Regions from separate parts of the Rattus norvegicus genome. Here all the other regions are linked to region 1. Evidence: chromatin contacts called from public Hi-C data. All regions are on one chromosome and are shown on one strand. Each heading gives the region's core, a stretch centred on a gene start, on an enhancer-like site or on the middle of the called end of the contact. The rest is flanking DNA. Distances are from core to core; before and after follow the strand shown. Region 1 holds the start of Ccdc18 (coiled-coil domain containing 18). Region 2 holds the start of Dipk1a (divergent protein kinase domain 1A). Region 3 holds the start of Dr1 (down-regulator of transcription 1).

What was found. A called contact is a pair of places that touch in the nucleus more often than the background predicts.
Region 2: a Hi-C map of prefrontal cortex shows a contact between it and region 1, with 4 times the contacts expected there. The contact joins the promoter of Dipk1a here to the promoter of Ccdc18 in region 1. A contact is called at or near these places in 2 of 12 Hi-C or Micro-C datasets (frontal cortex and prefrontal cortex) and 1 of 1 datasets of contacts at active chromatin or transcription factors (oligodendrocytes).
Region 3: a Hi-C map of Schwann cells shows a contact between it and region 1, with 2.4 times the contacts expected there. The contact joins the promoter of Dr1 here to the promoter of Ccdc18 in region 1. A contact is called at or near these places in 6 of 12 Hi-C or Micro-C datasets (Schwann cells, frontal cortex, kidney and 3 more) and 1 of 1 datasets of contacts at active chromatin or transcription factors (oligodendrocytes).

What each region holds. Positions count from the first base shown.
Region 1 is chr14:1,750,739-1,755,179 of GRCr8, reverse strand. Ccdc18 (coiled-coil domain containing 18) reads left to right here and starts at 2,599. Exons shown (of 31, transcript XM_063273809.1): 1 at 2,599-2,831; 2 at 2,990-3,184. It overlaps Tmed5 (transmembrane p24 trafficking protein 5), which reads right to left and starts at 2,323. Exons shown (of 4, transcript NM_001007619.1): 1 at 2,059-2,323. The coding sequence starts at 2,247.
Region 2 is chr14:1,914,680-1,919,120 of GRCr8, reverse strand. It overlaps Dipk1a (divergent protein kinase domain 1A), which reads right to left and starts at 1,768. Exons shown (of 5, transcript NM_001170456.1): 1 at 1,661-1,768. The coding sequence starts at 1,714.
Region 3 is chr14:1,612,644-1,617,084 of GRCr8, reverse strand. It overlaps Dr1 (down-regulator of transcription 1), which reads left to right and starts at 2,529. Exons shown (of 3, transcript NM_001011914.1): 1 at 2,529-3,369. The coding sequence starts at 3,150.

The DNA of each region.
Region 1 (4,441 bases), core at 1,350-3,849:
AACTCACTATGTAAACCAGGCTTGTCCAGCCTTTGCTTCCTTCGGAGTGCTAGGATCAAAGGCATGCACCCCATGCCCTACTGTTAAAAGATGTGCACGTGGAGGCCAGATGCTGACCTCCTGCATTGTGCACCAACTTACTTTTTGAGACAGGGCCTCATCACATAGCCCAGGCTGGCCTTAACTTTTCATCTTCCTCCCTTAGCCTCCTGAGGATTTAGAATTAGCACCATGCTTGCTTGCAAGCCAAGTTTTTGATTAATAAAATTTCTTTTTTTCGGAGCTGGGGACCGAACTCAGGGCCTTGTGCTTGCTAGGCAAGCGCTCTACCACTGAGCTAAATCCCCAACCCCTAAATTTTCTTTTCTTATCTAGACTCTTTCACTAAACCCATAGCTGGTTTCTCTATTTTTGCTTCCTTTAAATCTGCCTTTTACAGTCTACCTACCTATCTGCTTAAATCTTACATGTCCTTGCAAAAAATAAGGAAAAGTTATTTATCATAAAACACATTTATGGTCCCTTCTCTGTTGCCTAGCAGTATGGTGTACTTCCTTTGCTACTCCTACCCTAAGACCTTACAGTCTTCAAAGCTAATAAAAACTTAGTACTTACACACCTCTGAACACTCAGTCTATACATTCTAAAATCACAGTGTCTTCTCAGTTCTTCCCTTTTCTAAAACTGACCTCATTCCTTGCATTATCTTATTTTCAGATTTATTTTTATTTTCTCCAACAACTCTATTCTCTGAAAGCCAAGAAATGATTATATTCTAACAATATGTAATCCTGCTTTACTCGAATTACCTGTAGGATGGTTCATGCTATACTACCAGTCCTCAGGGCACTGAGAAGGACTCCTTTGAAGATCTGAGGCTAGCCTGGGGTGAATATTGAATTTAATGCCATGGGATATATAGTGAAACTTTGTCTCAAAAATAGATCAACCAACCGACCAGCCAACCACAACCTACCAAAAATCCCTCAAACCCAAACAAAACCTGCCTATAAACCCTCAAAATCCTGAGAACCAGGTTTTTCTTAATTTGTCCCTCCTTCTGGCACAATTCCTTGCTTACATTAATTGTTCAGTAAATGCTGAACTTTTGCTCACAAATGGAAATCAAAAAATATTAAGCTGCAATTTCAGTTTTGCTGAGATTTTGTATATTATGACTTTGGATACTTCCTTTAATGTAAACTTCTATAAATAATCCCAAAGGATCCTCACATAAAAATTCTACATGATTAAAAAAGATTTAATAATAAATGTATTCTGCTGATACTAAAAAGAAAACAATGACGCGGTTAGAAAGCTGACAAAGTTCAGACAAAGTTCAAAGGAAGAAAGGTCATAACGTTTGATTTCAAAGTGATGGATATACACCCGGGATGACAATATACCAGTAAATACTGCAACAGTTCATTTCAAAATCTGACTTAAGAGATCTTTGCACGGACACAATTCAATTCTTCCTCGCCTCCTCCCAAGACAGGGGTTCACTGTGCAGCCTTGACTGTACAGAGATCCATCTACCTTCCTCTGCCTCCGGAGTCTGGGATGAAAGGCGTGTGCCACCACTGCCCAGCCACAATTCAAAACATCGTGATGGTTTTATAATACTGGAATTTGGTGAAAGTGGTGAGAGTGAGTCAAAAAAGTGTCATCACTTCGTCCAATAATAAAGTAGAACGTATACCAGCCCCTTCCTGTGAACTTCTCAGAACTGTGTAGCGTTTGCAAACTAGCTTGAAATGGCATGGGGGAATTAAGAAACAAAGAGTAACGCCAATGACGTCACCAGTGCTGGCCTCTTTCCTACCAGAGGAAAGAGAAGAGGGTGGGTAGGTATCAATTTTAGGACTGGTCAAACTTGTGTGTTCCAGGCTCCCAGGAACTCCTAGTACGCCTGCGCCGAGCAGGTCAGCTTCCCAGGAGGCCCCCCTCAGATTCACCTCGGTCGCGGTCGGCAAGTTTTCCAAGCTGTTGCGAGGCGACCATGTCACCACATGGTGCGGTCCGGCCCAAGGAAGCCCAGCTCACCCCCGCACTTACTTGGTACTCGATCTCCAACGACGCCTTCAGGGGCATGGGCTGGTAGAAGCACTCCTTCTGGCCGGCGGGCAGCGTGAAGGTGAAGTCACTATCCAAAGAGGGTGTGAAGCCGGCCGCCCCGCTCAGCAACGTTGCGGGCAGAGCGGACAGGAGCAGCATGGGGAATGGCAACCACATCCTGACGCCCATCCCTGTCGATTTCACACTGGACGTGTATAGGGAGGTGCGGGATGCCGGCGCCTCCGCTGTGAAATCCCGATCCGAGGGAACTTAGAGCAGCGGAGCGGCTCACGCTCCCACGGAAAGTGGAAGCAGTGTCTGCCACTGGGCCGGGCGAGGGCGGAGCCAGCGGCCCGTTTCTGCTCCCTTCTGGGTTTCGCATCCTTCCTTCACAGAGGACTTGTCGGTTTCGGCTTCCTTCACACACGCCAATCAACGTTGGCGGCGATAACGCTGGGAAATGTAGTCCGATGTGACCTCGGCGCGCCGCCCAACCGGGCGTCCAGCCTCGTTTCCCGGCATGCCCTGCGATCAGCGTCGTTTTTTTTTTTTTTGCGGAGCTCGCGTGGGGGCGGGGTTGCGGCCGGGGAGGCGGGTCCTAACGGCTGCCGCGGCGGTTCGAACTCGGCGCCTCAGAGGTTCGCTGGTTCTCCTCTTCGAGAGTCCGAGGCTTCCACTTCGTGGGCTGCGAGAGTGTCCCAGGCTTCCGAGCGCAGAGGAGCCACGCGGTGCGCCGTGGTCTGGGGGCGCTAACCCTGGCTGCGACCTGGGTGGTGAGCAAATGGCTCCTGGTTGGAAACGGGCTGTCCTGAGGGGCTTGTTTCTCTTGGGATAGTCGGCAATGCTCCTGGCCTGCCTGTGAGGAGGCGTTTTGTTTTATGTGAGGCAGAATCGGAAAGGAGGATGCCGAATTTTGCTTTTCTTCCTACAGGCAGATGGAGGACCTCTTTCTTGAAATAAAATACTGTATAAAGCCATGTACTCTTTCTCAAGCGGAAAATCCTGTCACGGGATTTTTATAGAGTGTAAAGTGCTTGTCCTTCACTCGATGAGTGTGCGTGTGTCCACCTAGAACGCATTTTTTTACACTAGACTTGAAGATACCGTTGTCAGGGCCGCCCTATAGGTAAGGTGATCAGCCTCTCTATGCACTCATACTACAGGTAAACGGTCCCCAGGAAAATGAGGATGTTTAAATTCCAGACATACTGGTTCAGAACGGCTAGAAAATTCTCCTGTGTAAATGCAAAAATTGCTGAACGTAAAACCCTGACTTAAATGGTCTCCTACTGAACAGCACTTTTTAGTCTAAAGTTTCTTCATTTTTTTTCTTCTTCATTATCCTGTATGAAGCTAGAGATGTTGAATAGATGTGGAGTAGCATCGGAACCTGAGCCACTTATTGCCTGGGAAATTATTTGAACTTAAGCAGAAACAAATTTGTGAAAACAAAACTGGAAAGAGGGTAGAAACATTAATAGCTATAAAACAACTCATTTAATTTTAGGCCTCAACTTTTTCCAATAAGGTGAGAGTTTTCTTTTCTTAATCCAAGAAAAATTTCCCGAGAAACTTTGAGTGGGATATTAATGTACCAAAACCGATTTTACCTGAGTGGGGAAGGGAGAAGGCAGTTTATGCATTTATCCATTCAAAATATTGAGCTTTCCTAAGTATAACACACTCTTGAACATATAAAATCTTTTAGTTTTTATTTTAGTAATATAATAATAAAGTGTCCTTTGCTGTGATTTTAATTCTATTCTGGGTCTGTGGTTTTGGGATCCTATGAAACTGGAGTTACAGACCAGTGAAAGCCACCATGTGGGGGCTGAGAATATCAGTAACAGTCCTTTGAAAGAGCAACGCCTTTAAACTCAGAGCCTGTCATGATTTTTCTTTTATGGCCAAGAAACATTTCATAACCCTAGAGACACTTGCACCAGTTGATGCAACAAACAGTTCACTGTGTATAGTTCTAAGAGTTGAATTTCCAAATGTCATTTTTGTTTTGTTTTGTATTTTTTTGAGACCATGTCTTACTATGCAGACCAGGCTGGCCTTGGCTCACAGAGACCCACTTGCCTCGGACTTCCCAAGTGCTAGGATTAAAGGAATGGTAGCCATATCCACTCTCTACATGTCATTTTGATCTGTGATTATGACTTGTGAGTGTCGTTAAACTTTACAACCACTGTGAATGGGAGGAGATAACGTACCTGGTGGTAATCATTCTTAAGAATTTATGGAAGATTGTTGTGGTAACATCTGATGCCCCAGATGTAAAGTTAAATTCTAACATCTCATATTGAAGTTAATTATAAAAGTTTACCTTGATTTTTAAATCTCAGATTGACCCTCCAAAATTTGTGTGTCTTTGAGC
Region 2 (4,441 bases), core at 519-3,018, 160 kb before region 1:
GGAACAACACTGGAATATGAATTGTACCATACATACATACATACCCTTGCAGTCACAAACTCTTAAAAGCAGGAGGATCAGAAATTCAAGGTCATCCTTAGCTACCTAGCTAGTTCTAAGCCAATCTGGGTCACATGAGAACCTTTTAAAAGAAATCTTAAGTTTACCTTTAAAAAGTTTTGAGACAAGATTTCTCTATCCTTGAACTCACTTAGACCTACCTCCCAAGTGCTGGTATTTTAATAAGTTTAAGCATCTTTAAAAAATCTAATAATATTAGCCCACTAGCAAGCTTACCCTAATTTGATCATTGATAATGATGCAGATTCAGAAAGAAACACACTGTCATTAATGTAGGCATAACGATCTGTAAAACTAATTTTGTGTGTGTGGTGCTGGGATTGAACCCAGAACTCTTAATCAAATCAGAAAACCCTTGTACAGTTAGTTACAGTGCCAAAGATTTCTTTCACATCTGTGGAAAACATTTAGAGCCAAAACTAAAGCCTAAAACTCTACCAACCCTAAAAAATTAATAAATGAAAGCCAAGTAGTTTAAGTTCAAAGATTTTAAATATGCCAACATACTTTATTCTGGCGGAGTAGAAGGCAAGATTGGGTTCCAACACTGGTACTGAAGGTGCAACTATTTCTGGTGATGCTGCTATAAATATTTAGTCTTACACCCTTAATACCACGAGTTGTCAAAACATCCTCTAAATCTGGGTATCACTTGTTTCAATATAATGACTTACACATGCAAATTTCAAATTAAAACGTAACATTTATTTGGACTGTGATGGTTTCTCCTCAACTTTTTTTTCCATACTCGAAAGAAGCATATCATCAACTGACCTAAAACACCAGTCCGGCTCTCAGACCTTTTAATGTAAGCAGCGTCCTCTATAGACATAACACTACTGTCTATGTGTGAGGCATTGATTTGTAGTTGTTTTTCCATCCGAGCTATGGATTTGCGCTCAGCTACTCACGACGTCCACTAGGTCCCCCTGGCGACCGAACAGTGCACGAAGGCAGCAGGAGGGTTCTAAAGCCTACTGACAGCGGAACAGAAAATCATGAAAAATTAACACGCCAACAGTACACACGACGTGACTGAGAATTGCGTTCGCATTGCTGGTGGGCTTAGTGGAGAGCCGCACAGCAGTCACTACCCCCTGTTTTGCAAAGCGAATGGCCATCGCCTGGATCGGGCTTGCCGATTCCTTCCTCCCATTTAAACCAGAGATGTGATGAGAACACCAAACCCAGGGCATCTGCACGAGGCACATCCGCTGGCTGGGACTTGGGAAACCACTGGTATGACAATCGGTCACGATTCTGTGAAACATGGAGGAATGACACACCACCCTTTCCTACCCCAGACACAGAGTCAGGAATGGCAGGTCGCCGGGGCCCTTGGGGAGAGCAGGAGAGCGCGCAGAGCAGGGACTGCAGAGTGTCCTGGCCGGGACTCGGAGGGGCGCAGGGTTGGGGCGGCGCCCAGGGAGCGGGACGCGGGGCGGACCGGGGTTGGGGAAGGCGCGCCGCCAGGTGCCGGTCCGCAGGAGGCGGCGGGGCGCGCACAGAGGGAGGACCGAGCGCGGAGTCCCGCGTGGCGCGGAGCGGAGGGCGCGTGGCGGGGCCGCGGCCGGCCTACCTGGAGGTAATGGGGTTTCCTCAGCCAGGCCCCCGCGCAGACACTCCTCGCCATGGCACTCACATCGCCCCGCCGCGCCGCAGTCGGAGGCGGACCCGAGCGCGGCCGCCCGCCGGCCTCCCCGCCCCTGCCCCGCTGGCCCGCCCACGGCCCGCCCCCGGCGCGCGCACTCCGGGGCCGCGCTGCAGCGAGGGCGGCGGGCGGCGGCGGGCGGCGGAGGCCGGCTCTGCGCGCAGAACCCCGCCCCCACGGCCAGCCGTGGCGGTTGTCAAGGCGCGGGCGCGGGGCTCCGCCATAAAGGGGGGGTCGAGCCTCGCGTCCGCCGACACAAATCCGCCTGCGCCTCCGTGCTTAAAGGGGAGGCGCGGACGGGGGAGGGGTGCGGCCGAGGCTGGCGCGAGCAGCGCGGGGGTGCGCACAGCGTGGGCTCCGTGGAGCGCCCACTTCGCTGTTACAGGCTTGCGGCTGCACGCGCGGAGCCCTAGCGTCCGCGCTCCGGTCTCCATTTCGAGTCAGGACCTGTGCGAGCGGGTTGCACAGAAATTCTGTGGATGCTTGGAGCTGCTTCCTAGGCGACCAACTAATAGATCCTCTCCAGGGAAAGGAGGCGCTCTGGAGATGCGACCACCGGTATCTAGGGGAGGAAGGGAATCCTCCTCTCTCAGTTCTGCGTGGCCTTCCAGACACTTCGTGCTTTGCGTACATTCAGTTTCTCTCTCTCTCTCTCTCTCTCTCTCTCTCTCTCTCTCTCTCTCTCTCTCTCTCACACACACACACACACACACACACACACACACACAGAATTTCGACTTTCTGAAGTTTGCATTGTTTGCAAAACAACTTTAGAATTTTCTTTTGCCTCTAGAATCCTGACTCAAAGGTTAAATAAATAAATAAATGCCGAATAAACACATTTCTAAAGTCAGGAGACCTAAGACTTGGCAGAGCAACTCAGTTAAGGCTATACAGAAGGAGTGGCTTCCTTCTTTTGACACTGATGGCCAAAATAAGGGGGAAAGAGCCACCATAGAAGGACAGCTGATGGGGCTGGGGATTTAGCTCAGTGGTTAGAGTGCTTACCTAGGAAGCGCAAGGCCCTGGGTTCGGTCCCCAGCTCCGAAAAAAAGAACCAAAAAAAAAAAAAAAAAAAAAAGGACAGCTGATGATCCGAGTGACATCAAAGCGGGGAGACGCAGGTCCTATCCCATTTTTTTCCCCTCATTCTACCATAATTCCACGTGATACCCACTAAGTTTATGTTTCTAGTGCTCTCAGCTTCTGGAGACAGGTTTTTAGCCTGAATAATATTTCGTTACTTGCAAATAAGTGCATTAGCCACTGTGTTTCGTTTTTAATTAAATGACTTCAGTAATCTCTAAGATTAAGGTAAACGGGAGCTGGGCACGGTGACTCATACCTGTAATTCCAACACTTGGGAGGTGTAAGCAGGATCAGGTATTCAGGGCCAACCCGAGGTTAAGACAGAGACAGAAGAAGGGAGGGAAGGAAGAAGGAGAATGAGGAAAGGATGGATCCTACTGGTTTCCTTGAACTTTTAAAGGTTTTATTATTTATATGTGTAGGTCTGCCACATTTGTGTGGTTGCTCATAAAAGAGGGGCTGGAATTTCAATCGGTTTTAAGCTGCCCAATGTGGGTGCTGGGAAGCAAGCTCCAGTTCTCCGGGACAGCAGGAGGCCCCCTTAACCATGGAGCAACCTCTCCAGCTCCTCAGTGTGTATTTTCTTAGCTCCCAGACACTGTTCAAAAAAAATTTTTTTTCTGTATGCACAAAGAGACAAAGCAGGCAGAATCCCTACCTTTATGGATATTACATTTTGGGATGGGAAGACAGGCAATAAATAAAAAACACACTATATAGAAAAGTCTGGTAAAAGCCAGCTGTGGTGACATATGCCCACAATCATAGTACTTGAGACCTGTAAAAAGATCAGCGAGCCCTTGCCTAGGAAGCGCAAGGCCCTGGGTTCGGTCCCCAGCTCCGAAAAAAAGAAAAGAAAAAAAAAAAAAAAAAAAGATCAGCGAGCCTAAGCAACGAGGAAATCCTACCTCAAAATAAAATAAAATAAAATAAAATAAAATAAAATAAAATAAAATAAAAACTGGTCAGATGAGGTAGTAGCAGATCTGTGTGAGTTCAAGACCTGCCTGGTTTATACAGCTAGTTTTATGCCAGCCAATCAATGCTACACAGTGGGGTAGTGGGGTAGTGAGGGATAGAGAAAATTACAGACAGTTGGCTAGAAGGAAAAGATCAAGGGTTTATTTATTCATGTTACATTTAATTTTGTATTTGGAATTCAAGTAGAGTCTGGGTTTTGGTTTGATTTTTTTTTTTTTTTTTTTTGAGACAAGGTTGCATAAGGCCAGGCTGGGCCTTGAACTCCCAGTCCTCCTGCCTGTACTCCCAAGTGCTGAAATCGAAGCTGTATACCACCATGCCCAGCTGTCGTGGCAATCTTGAGTCAGTGATTGTGACCACCAGAGTATGGGATGAAGGGAATAGTCCACACTAGAAATGCACACAAATTATCGGCATTTTTGGATGGCATCGAAGCTGGTTTTTACAAACTAGATACGTTTGTAAAGGGGGAGGGAGTGTAAATAGAGGATCACGGTGAAGCCCTGGGTATAATGCAAATTATAGGAGGTGAGCAAGGAACAGAGTCTCAGGAGCAGCCAATTACAGAGTAAGGAGAGTCAAATTGAGCTAGTGTATCAACGAGGAGTGAATACCATGGTAAGGAATTGACCACTGGAT
Region 3 (4,441 bases), core at 1,280-3,779, 140 kb after region 1:
AGCCTTCACTTTAAAACTATTTTATAACTCTCTTTGATATTCTGTGTGCATGGGCGTTTTGGCTGCATGTATCTGCACCATTTTTTTTTTAAAATCTCATGGTGCTTCCTCTACTCAAGACCTTATTTTGCTTGCAGTTTCCAATGCACTCTGCCCTGCTGTTGCTTTCCCACCGATCCTGTGTCTTCAGGCTGATCTTCAGGCCTTTACAACTCTTCCCCCACCCTGGCCTCTCCCAAGCTGTTTTGCTATTTGCTTCTTTGGTCTTCCCCACCAGATGAAAAGCTCCCTTCCTCGGCCTCAGCCTGGCCTTCAGATGGTGATCTTCTTGTTCACCACAGCCCGTCACTGCTCTTGGAAGTACAGAAGCGCATACTGCTCTTGGAATCCACCACACTTAAATACCATGGAGCATCTAATTCTGATTCTCCCCCTCCTTCCTTGTTTAGTTCTTTGTTGGCATATATTCTTTCTTCACGGCCCTTTGACAAAGTGATATCACCTCTTCCCTTTTGTTTATGTCCTTACAGTTTTCGACTGGACTGTGTTGTCCAGAGTCCATCTTTGAGCTGTCACTCCTCTTTCCTTACCCTCCCCAGTGCTGGCCTTGCAGCCGTGTGGTGCGCCACCATTTCTCACTCCTACTGGTTTGATTTTTTCCAGCGATCTTTCTCAGTACCGTTTTCTCATGGGACTTCATTTACAATAGACCTTTAAATGTGTAAAGTCTTTACTGACATTCCCTTTATATCTTCATACTTCTTTTCCATCCTTAAAGTCTTAGGAACTTTCAAAGTTAAAAATACTGTATTTCTGGTTGTGAGCCTAGCCTTTAACGGCAGAGTGAACACTCTTCTGGTGTATCTTAAGATGGCTACAGTGTACTCATATAAATAAATCTTTTTAAAAATAACTGTATTTCAAACCTGGAGTTGAGCTCATCTGTGGTGACCCAGGCCTTTAATCCCAGCACTCGGGAGGCAGAGGCAGGCGGGTCTCTGAGTTTGTGGCCAGCCTGGTCTACAGAGTAAGTTCCAGGACAGCCAGGACTACACAGAGAAACCCTGATTCAAAAAACAAAAATAAAATACAACAACGAGGATCGGGGTTGCAGATATAAACAATTTAGACAGTGTCTCAGGAGTACTCACAAGCACTCTGTAGATAAGATTCTCATATGTGAAAGTTTCCATATAATAACAGCACAAAATGCCAAGCCACCCAGGTAACAGTCACCTAGGCCTTAACTTTACATCTAGACCTTAATATTTTACCTAAGTCTTAACACATCTCAACCAAAATTTACTTATTTCGAAGAAGAAATTTACTCCTTATAATCAAAGATTAAACTTAGTAGCACTGATAGTGAAGAATGTATGGTTCCCAGGAAGCATCTTGAAGAAAATGTTGAAGATAAAAATTACTCAAAGGCTGGTGTTCTAGGTCAGTGCTGAAGCTATGTCTAGTGAGGCAGGTAGGAGGGGACAATGATAGTCTCCTGGAAACCAAACATCTTAAATTATTGCCAACAGCCCAGCTGCCAATCTGTCTACAAAAAATTACGATAAACTAAACTGTACACGTTGGCTTAAGTGCCTTAGCCCTTTCAAAAGTTACAACGTCCCACTATTTATTAATGGGACCGTATGTGAAGTTTTTTGGTTTTGCCTGTGTTTGTGTTTGGAGACAGGTTTCTTCAGTGTTGCCCTGGCTGTCCTGGAACTTGACTTGCTTGCCTGAGCGTCTCATCTAAAGTGCTGGGATTAAAGCCATCTCCTGGCTGAGCTTTTTTTTTTTAATAATATAATTTCCCTGATGAATGTGGCACTAGTTATTAATAATCACCCGGAAAGAAGCAAGTATCAGACTCGCTTGAGATAAACCAATTTTTTTTTTTTTTTTTTTGGTCTTCTCTCCAAAAGCAAGTGTGCAGAGGGCCATAGCTCATGGTAGGCCAAACTCACAGCTTTGGATCAGACTACTAATTTCTGATTTAGCCGTTTGTGCTACGGAGGGTAGCCACTTATTTGAAAGCTTCGTTTGTTTTTTTTTTTTTTTTTTTTGTCATAAATGAGCACAGGGAGTTCCGATCTGAACGCTGTTAAGCAGTTACAAAGGCCTTTTTCCCCACACGCCGGGATATGCTCCTCTCACTCAGTGCCCTAATTCCGACAGCTAAGGACGTAGGAAAAGGAAGTTCTTCGGTAAAGACCAGGGCTGCTCCGCCACGTGGCCCTCCGATGGCCCTTCGGCCCACACATCCCTCCACAGAGCAGGCGAGCTCCCCTAGGGCCTGATTGAGGAAACGCGGGGACGCAGAGCGCGGGCAGCGACGGGCGGAAGCTGCGGGCTGCCAGCACCGGCGGTTCCCGCCCGCCCGGGCGGGGTGAAGGGCGGGGCGAGCACTCGGAAATCCGTCGAGGAGGGCGGGTGGGACCCCGGGAGTGAGACTTCCGGTGGCGCAAAGCGTGTCGGGATCAGCTTGCGGCAAACCTCCTTCCCCGGCCCGTAGAAAGACCACCGTTAGCGCCGCTTCTGCTCCCACAGCCTGCTCTCGGCCAAACGCTCGGTCGCGGCGACTGCCGCTGCGGCTCCCGCTGTTTTCGGCCCTGTCCACTTGGTTCCCAGGCAGCCAGCGTGCGTTCAGCTGCGGCTTCGGCAGACATGTTGTGAGGCGGCGGCGCGGGTGCCTGAAGGATGGTTTGGCCGAGGCGGCTGCAACCGCTGCTAGTGGCGGTGGCCGCGGGGGCTCCGGCTCTGTAGAGCCGACCCTGCTGTGGTGCGTCCGCCCGGTACTGCGGCCGGGCGGGTACTCCTCGGTCTTGCGTGCGCCCCCGAGCCGTTTAGGTTCGGTTAGGCGACAGCGCCAGTCCGTTTGAGGCGACACGCAAGGTGGTTCTTGAGCCCTGGGAGTGGTGTCCCCAGAGCGAGCCCTCAGCCCCCTGACCTCTCCTTCATATCCGCACTAAAATCTCTCACACAGTGGGTGTTCCCTGCCCTCGAGCCCGCTCCTTCCTGGTTTCTGCTGCACTCTGAGCCTCCCGGACCCCGACATCTCTCTCCAGGGACAGCCTGTTGAGAAATCTTCGTGGAGTGGTGGACTAGAGGGAGGACTTTAAAAGTTAGGGCTTGAAAGACAGGAAGGCACGATGGCTTCCTCGTCTGGCAACGACGATGATCTCACTATCCCGAGAGCTGCTATAAATAAGATGATCAAAGAGACTCTCCCTAATGTCAGGGTGGCCAACGATGCCCGAGAGCTCGTAGTGAACTGCTGCACTGAATTCATTCACCTTATATCTTCCGAAGCCAACGAGATTTGTAACAAGTCAGAAAAGAAGACAATCTCACCAGAGCATGTCATCCAAGGTAAGCAATTTGTGTGGGATTTAATTTAAATGAAGGTCCAGGCTAATAGAGTCACTCCTAGTGTCACGGAGCCTTCATTCCACTTCACTAGTAAGTGCAGTTACCTTAAAATACCTATGTAGCATTCTTCGGACATTTTCTTCATCCAGCTAATGCAAGTAAGAAGTACAAACATTAGGGTCAGCAAACATCCACAACATTTAACCAGTACAGTTTCCGATCAGGTCTTTAAGCAACAAGAATTGACTGCCTACAGCTAAACTTGGATAGTAACAACTGAGAAAGGAACCTCAAAGTTCTCTCTTGGGAAGTTAAATTTTAGAATTTCAAGCACGAGTCGAGTCAGAGAGTATATCTCTTCCCCACCTGTGCTGAGGAAAAGATTCATTTTGAACACAGGGGTAGAAAAAGTTCTTTGGCTGTGAACGGAGGTCAGTGGTATATCATCTACCTAGCATGCACAAGGGCCCTAGGTCCGAGTTTAAAAAAAAAAGTTATCAACATGAGTATGTTCATTGTTGTAAAGTTAATTTCTTTCCAAAAAGTATAATTTTTGCTTTACAAAACGCTGAGGTGGTGGAACAGTTATCACCAGGTAACCGAGTGCCACATTTTTTCCTTTTTGACTTCCTCCAACTATTGATTGTTCTTTGAAAATTATTTGTAAAGGGTGGCTGGGGCAGGGCGGGGACGACAGTACTCGGGCTTGAACCTAGGGCCTGACACATGCTAGTCAGCATTCTGTTGCTGAGCTGCCCAGCCTGTCCTCTGTCCTGCTGCTCCAATTTGGATGTGTCTATGCGTTTAAGCTTTTATGGAAAAACGCTTCTAAAGGTTCCCACAGTTTCTTTCTTACGCTGGAAAGGATTTGGAGTTGGGATTTTGTTTTGATGATTACAGGGAAAGGAGACGAAAGTTGCTTTTGGCAAATTTTGGGAAATACTTTCTGTGGCTTTTCATGAACTCTTATGAGAAAGTTGCATTCAGTTTGGTAAATCACTTCTATTATAAATCTATTGAAAATGAGGACAACTTCTTGATTACTTTTAAGGTTAAAAGGAACAAATTTAAT